Regions from separate parts of the Canis lupus genome. Here regions 2 and 3 are each linked to region 1. Evidence: chromatin contacts called from public Hi-C data. All regions are on one chromosome and are shown on one strand. The core of a region is the stretch at or near the end of the contact, and the rest is flanking DNA. Distances in the headings are between cores, read along the strand shown. Region 1 holds the start of ARL14EP (ARL14 effector protein). Region 2 holds the start of OSBP (oxysterol-binding protein 1). Region 3 holds the start of PATL1 (protein PAT1 homolog 1).

The links. A called contact is a pair of places that touch in the nucleus more often than the background predicts.
Region 2: a Hi-C map of blood shows a contact between it and region 1, with 2.3 times the contacts expected there. The contact joins the promoter of OSBP here to the promoter of ARL14EP in region 1. A contact is called at or near these places in 3 of 9 Hi-C or Micro-C datasets (amygdala and blood).
Region 3: a contact with region 1 is called in a Hi-C map of blood, with 2.8 times the contacts expected there. The contact joins the promoter of PATL1 here to the promoter of ARL14EP in region 1. A contact is called at or near these places in 5 of 9 Hi-C or Micro-C datasets (amygdala, blood, liver and 1 more).

The regions. Positions count from the first base shown.
Region 1 is chr18:37,413,110-37,415,950 of UU_Cfam_GSD_1.0, reverse strand. ARL14EP (ARL14 effector protein) reads left to right here and starts at 1,362. Exons shown (of 4, transcript XM_038563164.1): 1 at 1,362-1,513. LOC111090955 (a long non-coding RNA gene) reads right to left here and starts at 1,305. Exons shown (of 2, transcript XR_005373415.1): 1 at 1,047-1,305; 2 at 1-814.
Region 2 is chr18:37,592,366-37,595,206 of UU_Cfam_GSD_1.0, reverse strand. It overlaps OSBP (oxysterol-binding protein 1), which reads right to left and starts at 1,431. Exons shown (of 14, transcript XM_038563166.1): 1 at 1,034-1,431. The coding sequence starts at 1,416.
Region 3 is chr18:37,542,177-37,545,017 of UU_Cfam_GSD_1.0, reverse strand. PATL1 (protein PAT1 homolog 1) reads right to left here and starts at 1,353. Exons shown (of 19, transcript XM_038563165.1): 1 at 1,308-1,353. The coding sequence starts at 1,322.

The DNA of each region.
Region 1 (2,841 bases), core at 113-2,612:
ATCTTAATTTGGTCTGGAAGCTTTCTGTCTAATTACCTGCAGGATAGCTTCGCTAGTAGTGCGCTTGGAGGTCACCAGTGAGCCAAGTTAGTTTTCCATAGCGCAGCTCAAGGCAAGCATCAATCTCCCCCCTCTGAACGCCCCTGCCTTCGCGGCTCTCATTTTGTCCTGTTCGTGCCCTCGGGGTTTCTATTAACGGCATTTATCACATCACATCACACTGTGACCAACTGTTTGCTCCTCTCTCTGTTCTAGGGCTTGTCTGGGAGTTCTCTCCAAGTAGATATTTCTTAGCAAAGTATCAACCACAAAGTAACAAGAGAATGACTGAATGTGGCCTCCTGCAGACAGAGCTGCAGTCGAGTATCCCTAGTGTTTGGCCTTTCTCCCGTTCCTTAGTTCCAAGAGTGACTTGATTTAGCAGAGCAGCAAAACCCTGCGGAACGGAAGCGGTAGAGAGGAACACAGGCTCACTGCAGAGAAATCACTCGCCAGCGGAGGTGTGGGTGTGCCTCCACTTCCTCCTCCGTCTCACACTTTTCACTTGGCAGGTGAGATAAACAGTACTTTTGGTGTTGCCCCGCCGCCACCTGAAAATCGTTGAGAAGACTGGGGCCCTTCGGTCGAAGGGATCACAAACTCTCAAAAGCCTCTAGATGAATAAAATCCACTTTGGGCAGCCCGGGTGGCTCAGCGGTTGAGCATCTGCCTTCAGCCCAGGGCGTGACCCCGGGGTCCTGGAATCGAATCCCGCGTCGGGCTCAAGCATGGAGCCTGCTTCTTCCTCTGTGTCTCTGCCTCTCTCTCTGGGTCTCTATGAATAAACAAATAAAATCTTTAAAACAACAACAACAACAACAACAACAGAACACCTAAACTGTAGCAGAAAATAGGGAATGCAAGAAACGCCGTTTCTCCCCTCAAAATTTACAAGCATCTTCCGGGAGCCTGCATCCTACTCGAAGCAATAAACATAGCTGTTTTTGTCCTTTAAAAGAGACGCACGCCGAAATAGGTTCTTCGCTCGAACAAGAGAAATCACCTACAATTGTGAGACTACAAATAAACATCGGGTCTGTCCTCGGGGTTCTTGTTATTTCTCCGGGGACCAGAGGAGTGGGGCGCAGAAATCTGGCCTCACGCCCAGGCGCAGAGATTTGCGGACACGATGTAAGTCAGCGGAACCTGAGTCTCGTATGAAGAAAGGGCCTCACGGAGCTCCCAACGCCCTCACCTCGGGGGACAGACCGCAAAGCCCGGAGCAGCGTCGGGAGCGGCCATTGCTTCCCCGGGCGTCTTCCGCCAATCAACGCCGCCCCGCCCCTTCCGCCCGGGAGGCCGGCCCGGCTTGGGTCGCTCTAGGCCGCTCCTGGGCGTCTCTTTATGGTACGGCTGAGGCTCTCTAGCCCGCGCCCGCCGTCCTCTCAGTGGTAGCGCGGGCAAGAGAGGAAAGAGCTGGCGGCCGAGTGGGCTCTCGGCGAATGCGGGTGCAGCCGGAGCTCCGCAGAGGACGGTACGAGCTGAGGTACAAGGGCCCGCGGGGAGGGAGCTCTGGGGAGGGCGCGGGTGTGGAGACAGGGCCGTGGGGGAGCCCGGGAGCCCGGGGCCGGCTCCAGCAGGTCTCCCAGGAGAGGTGGGACGAGAGGCCTAGACACGTGAGAGGGACTTTCAGCTGTTGGCTGGGGCCGCCCCGCGGAGCCCCCCGCCTGCCCCAGTTCCTCGTTGGGCCCCTCGTGTCAGCGCGGCCGGGGTCGCACCTGTGTCCTCCGCGGGTTGTCGCCTCTTCTCCCGAGACCTGGAGCCCCGCAAAGCTATGCCTGATGCTTGTACGATTTACAAGAGGGTGATTGTGGCCTTGAACCTGGTGCACAGCCTGCATGCCTCCTGTTTCGTTTTTTATTTATTTATTTATTTATTTATTTATTTATTTATTTATTTATTTATACATACATACATACATACATACATCATACACACATACACACATACATACATACATATACATACATACAAACAGGCATCCTCCCAGCCCCAGATGCTTGGGTGAGGCAGATCAGTATCCATTCGTCCATCCCAAGGGCGTGAACCTAGCAAATGATCCCTGGATGTATCTGGTAGCTTGAAACATTGTGATGTGGCTGTCAGCTAGGGGCGTTATGCGCGTGCCCACCGTGCTGTCTGGAGGGAGGGGGAATGATTGCAGCCTCCTGCGGCCCTGGTCACCCTGACTTGGAGAGATTCATCCTCCGGAGTGTGCGATTGTGGCACTTTCTGAACATGTATTCAAAGACCTTTTTTTTTTTTTTTTTAACTAGAGGAGCGACAGCTGTAAAACAGGAACTAGATGGTTCCTTGTCCTCACAGAGCTTAACGTATGATTGCAAAACTAACGACGACAACAACAAAACCCGTGTCTCGGTGCTATGAAAAGGGAAGTCCCTGAAGTTCCTCTTTTGCTCGCCGGATGCGGAAAATAAAAACCTGCCTTCCAACAGCTGAGAATAGAGCAAAAGTTGTAATGCACTGTGAAATTGTTCTGCAGACACAGAGGCAAAAGGACCCATAACAATAGTATTTGGGGTGGGGAGGGAGGGGGGAGGCACACCAAATACGTGAAGACACCGGTGCTGCCCTGAAGGATGCTTTGCAGGTAGCTGTAGTTTGGCCTGGAGTATGTGGCGTTTGAACCAGTAATGGCATTGGTAGGGAGTCCAGACTCTTATTTTTTTTTTAAGATAGATTTTATTTATTTATTTATTTATTTATTTATTTATTTATTTATTTATGAATGAGAGAGAGAGAGGCAGAGAGGCAGAGATGGAGGTATTTTCAACAGAGTGA
Region 2 (2,841 bases), core at 182-2,681, 180 kb before region 1:
GCGCCAAACCGCTGCGCCACCCAGGGATCCCGAGAACTAGTTTCAAATCCTGACTCCTTAAGACCTTGGGAGAAGTTGCTCAGCTAGGTCTCGGTTTCCTCATCAGTAAGATGGGAATGTCTCCCGACCCCCTGGATTATCCTTTGGAGTCAGTGCAACCATCCACACTGTCCAGCACATGGGAAATGTTTATGTCCTGTCCCCAAACCCTGTATCCTGTCTCTAGGAACACGAGTAGCCAAAAAGCATGCTCCAGTTAGGGCAAGACTGTGAGTCACCATAAATATATACGAAACATTCCAAAACAAACACCGTAGAACAGAAGTCACTACACCAAAGACATGGCTTCTTCTTTTAATAAAACTTAAACCTAACCCACCGAAGCGACTCCAGAAATAACTGGATAGACCACTGAAATCATTCCCACCGGCGGGGAGGTGGGATCAGCGTAAATAAAAGCGGCACTAGAGTGCACATCTCCACTCCGGGCCGGCCAGAAGGTGAAAGCAGATGCCAAGTCTGGGAGAGATAAGGGAGACAAGGGGTGGATACCGAGGCCACCCTGTGCCTGGCGTCCTTGTGCCTGAACGTGGAGAGAGCAACGGCGGGTACATCAAGGGCTGCTGATAACCTTGAATTCTGGAGCCTGGGCAGAGACAGCTAAGGCTTGGGACTTTGCACAGTTAAGTTCCTTGAGAGCCACGCCTGGGCTTTGCTCTCCTCCACGCGCCCCTTCGCACCCGCAACAGCGCCTTCCTCGCAGAACTCATCATTGCACCGCGGTGCCGGTGGAACACAATGGGAGGGGAGACGCTCTCCGAACAATCGGAAAGGCCAGGGATCCAGGGGAAGGTACTGCACCGAGGGCGGGTAGCCCAGCCGAGGGGGAAGGCCCAAGGCGTTCGCTTTCGCGAGGGAGGGCTCGCGTCGCCCGCTGTCAACGCGCGCAGGTGGCGGACACGGGCCTGGGGCGACCTCGGCGGCGGGCCGGCTCCGGGGGCTGCGGTGGGGTCGGCGCCCCGGAAGCAGTTACCTGTAGTAGCTCAGGAGCCCGTTGCTCAGCACGAACCACCGCCGCTGGTAGCCTTTGATGTAATTGGTCCATTTGAAGAGCCAGCCCTCTCGAGCCGAGCCCGAGCCCGAGCCCCCGGCGCCCGAGCCGCCGGAGCCCCCCGCCGGCGGCGCAGGGGCCGGGCCCGCAGCCGCCACTCCCCCGGCGCCCGGGCCCGGGCCGCCCGCCGCCGCCGCCGCCGCCGCCGCGGTCACCGTGCCCAGCGCGGCCCCGGAGCCCGGCCCCGAGTCTCCGCGGCCGCCGCCGCCGCCTCCCACCACGGGGGGACCGGTGCCGCCGCCGCCCGGAGCCGCGATGGCCGCCGGGCCCGGCCCCACCACCCCTCTCAGCTCCGTCGCCGCCATGAGCCGCCGCCGCCCCGAGACACAGGACCGGAACCGCCTACGAGAGCCGCCGTCGCCGCCCGGAGCGCCCCACACGGCTAGCGCATCAGCCGCGGCCGCACCGCGTCCCCGCCCCGCCAGGCCCGCCGCGGGAGGAGGGCTCGGCCGCCGGGAAGGAGGCAGCCGATTGGCGCCGCGGAGCGTCACTTGCGGAGGGCCCCCAGGACATTGGCACTTCTCTCGGGCCTGTCAGCGCACGCCGCCCAGTCAGAGCCCGGGGTGGGACGCGCCCTCCAGGCGCGCCGCTGATTGGCTTCGGCGAAGGCCAATCAGACTCGCGTGCGAGCCCATTGGTGCTTTCCCGCAGTCGAGACCGCAGAGTGTCCGGCCAATTCGGTCACCCATTGGCCAGGGCTTCCGCCACTCATTTCAGTTTGTGACCCCGTCACTGCCACGTCACCCCCTCCCGTCGCTCTGCGCTGCGTCCCTGTTTCCGCCCTTACGGATTGGTGGTTGGTTGGTGTCAGCGGCTCAGCCTTTGCTGCCATTTGCTGGACGAGCTGAGGAAAAAGGGAAGGCGTCTCGCTGCCACAGCCTCACTTGCCTTTCTCATTGGTTGGCGTGCACGTCACTCACACGTTGGCGGAGAGCCCGGACGGGGTTGGGAGACGATTGGTTCCGGATACTGTCTGTGACCGCCGAAGCTTGGCGCCGCTGACCAATAGCAGAGAGGGGCTGGCTGGAGGCAGCCAATAGAATCCGGGAAGCCCGCCAGGGGGCGTGCCCGCTCGCTCCCAGCTTGTCTGGGTAGGTCGAAAGCGAGTCCTGTGCCGCAGAGCGATCCTTCCCGTAGGCGGCGGTGTAGGGGTCGCTGCTCCAGAGTTAAGACTCCCCGGTGGTTTCCTGTTTGGAAGAGGGACTCTCGGCAGTTAGCCGCGGCCTGTGTAGGGCCGCCTCCGGGCAGCCGGCTGGGAGCTGGAGGCCCGGATTCCTGCGGGGTCCACCGTCAGCTTCCCCGGTTCCCTCCTGGACCCAGGATGCACCGGACTCCGTCCCGGGTTTGCTCATCAGCGCACCACACCCCTTCCCTCGGGGCCCTGGACTGTCCGCAGGCTCTCGTTAGAGCACATTGGGTTCTAATAGGTACCTGGAGGCCAGAAAAGGGGAAGTCGCGGCCAGCGCAGCTGTAGGAAAGGCAGAGCCGCTTCCGGCCGCACTCCCAAAACAAAGCCACAGGAAACCGGATCAAACCAGACTGGCCCCGGCTGGCTGACAAAGAAGGCTGGACCCCCCCACCCCGGCCCCGCTGTCACCCCCGCCCCCCGCCCTGCCCCGCGACCCCAGCAAATACAGAAGAAAAGGCGTGAAACCCTGCTTTCAAGAAATCCCCGCCTCGTTAACTGTCAATAAACGGTAGAAACCCAAGCCCCGGCGTCGGTCCTGCCT
Region 3 (2,841 bases), core at 104-2,603, 130 kb before region 1:
CTCTGAGTGGTAACAAAGGGACAATACCTTAGAGAGTTGTGTGAGGATTAAATGAGGCAAAGATTTGGCAAAAATTGTGGACTGCTGAACGATGGTAGTATCAGAACAATTTAGGTTCCTTCTGCTTTAAGCATTTCCCCTCTCCACTTTAGTTTTCCACTGATTTCTTATTTCTCCAAGTTCTCTTTTGTGTTGGCAACTCTGCCTACTGCACCTCATCATCTCTCTCCATGTTTACATCAAGTCGGTTCGGTCTTGAACCATTCCTATCAAGTATCAAGTACACGTGTCCCCAATTTTCAAAGACTCAGGCCACATATCAATAGGCAAGCCTGTGATATACCGTGCCGGGCTACGTCCTGAAGCAGGCTGTTCCCAAAGGCAAGGTTAGGCCAAGAGGCCATCCTAACCCGGGTTAAGCCCTCCCAAAGTTCCCCAAAGCAGGCATGCGACTGCCTCCGCAGCAGAGGCAGCTTCCAGCCGCACTGCACTCCCTTCCAAATCACAAAAGACCTACTTAACCAAATCACTGCTTTTTTAAATTGTGAAGCTTCTCAGCGATCACCTGGAGCAGCCTTCCGTCTACAAAATCCAGAAACTTTCTGTCCAGAGACTAGGAGCAGCTCAAGGTCAAAGGGTGAGTTAGCGGCAGGGTCACAGGACTCCCGACTGTTGCTGCTGCATTCCCGGGATGGTCAGCGAGCCCACGTCTCCCTCCACTCGCCCCAGAACAACTTCTGCGGGACACGCCCCCTCCCAGTTCGGAGCCCGGTTTGGTAAACAGTCTCGGGCCCCAGGAAAGGGCGAGTCCGGGGCCCCCCTCCCCCCGCCCCACGACCCGCCCGTGCCCGAGCCTCCGGGTGTGTGTGTAACCGGAGGGGAGGGGGTTCCGGGTCCAGGGCGGGAAACGTGTATCTAGGCTTTCCCGGGAGACTCTTCCCGAAGGAGCGCCAGCCGGTGGGTGCAGCGCTCTGCCCCCCCGCGGCTCCCGCCGGGGGTGGGGGTGGGGGTGGGGGTGGGGGCGGGGGCTGCTCAGGTCACCGCACTTAACGGGCCCTCCCCACCCCAAAACGGAGGCCAACTCTCCCCAGCCGCAACTGATAGGGGCAGTCCCGCCCCCTGGAGCCGGCTCCGCGCCCTCGGACTAGAGCCGCGCGCGACCCCAGGCCCTACGCGCTCCACTCGGTCCCGCGTCCCGCCGCCAGCCGCCCCCGCCCTCCCCTCCCCTCCCCCCCGGGGCGCGGGGGTGAGAGAGCAGAGGGGGCGCGGGAGGGAGGGAGGGGTCACTTCCGGTCGCAAGAGCTCACCTCGTAGCGGAACATTCTTGGGGAGGGGGGGAGGGAGCGGGGAGGGGAGTGGGGGAGGGAGGGAAGAAGCGCTGCCGCCCCGGGCTCCTCCGCGCGCGCGGGTCCTCCGCCGGCTCGCGACCCCGGGCCGCCGCCGTACGCCGGAGCGTGCGTGGGAACGTGCACAGGCGCGCCTCGGGGAGGGCGGCCCCCGCTCGGCGCTCGGCGCCCGGCGCGGCGGCTGCGCGGGGACAGATTTGGCGTCCCGCTTCCTAGTCTCAGCGGCGGGAAGGAGGTCCCGTGGAGAGAGACTGCGCACGCGCCGCCCGTCGGGGGCTTCCTCGCGAGCCCGACTCGCAGCCCCGCCCCCCGCCCCCCCGCCGGCTTGTCAGCGCCCGCCCCGCGCTCAGGGCCGAGTCACGAGTTTTCCGTCACCGACGGGGCGGAGAGAAACTCGTGATTGCCACAGGCTCTGGCTCCGGAGGGCCCCGGGCTGAGCGGGCTGGCGGACGCGGAGGTGGCTGGGCCGTGTCTCCGGCGGGCGGCCTCGGCGGGCCCGGCCGGGCCTTCGTCGGGGGCTGGATTCGTCGCCGCTCGAGCCGCGCGTCACCCGCTGAGTCCACAGCAGGTCGGAGCCGTGATTTATGTGTGTCGAGGGGATGACGGCGCCGCGCTCCTCCAAAGCGGGGGCTGGTTCCGGGAGGTCCGACCCGGGCGATATTTTTAGGCGCCAGGTGCTCCGGGCAAGTGGCGCGGGGGAGCCGGCAGAGGTCGGCGGGGCCACGGAGCGCCGCCCCCCGCCTGCGCCCCGGGGGACCCCGCCCCCCCCACGCCCAGCGGCCCGATCCCGGGAAGGCGCTGCTCCGGGGCTCAGCCTCCGCGCCCTGCTCCCAGGGGGCCTGGAGGGTCGTCCTCAGCCTGCGCCCCGGGGGACCCCGCCCTCCCCCCCGAGTGGCCCGAGCCGGGGAAGGCGCTGCTCCGGGGCTCAGCCTCCACGCCCTGCTCCCAGGGGGCCTGGAGGGTCGCCCCCCGCCTGCGCCCCGGGGGACCCCGCCCCCCCCACGCCCAGCGGCCGGAGCCCGGGAAGGCGCTGCTCCGGGGCTCAGCCTCCGCGCCCTGCCCCCAGGGGTCCCGGTGGGTCGCCCCCCCCACACCCGTGCGGGCGCCGCGCAGGCCTCGTCGGGCCCGCTGAGCTCACGGAACTAACTCTCACTTTTCCCCGTAAGGACTAAACTGCAACCACGAAGAACTCATTCCTGTGCGTTTCGCAACTCCTCTCTCCGCGTGTCTGAAAATGCAGCTTGGCCTAGGGATGGCAGCGGCGAATTCCTCACGTGTGAATCAGAGCCTGAGTCCGCACACTTTGGATCTGGAAATAGGAGTCCTGGGTGGGAATCGGTGCTTTGTCACTGCTCAGCTTTTGGGCAAGTTACCCAATCGTCCCAGAGCCTTAATTTCTCTGTAAAAGGGGTTGAATGATCTCCCTGCCTCCCAGAGCAGTGGTTCAATGGCGTGATGATGTCAAATGTTACTAGTCGCTGTTGAAGCCTGCCTG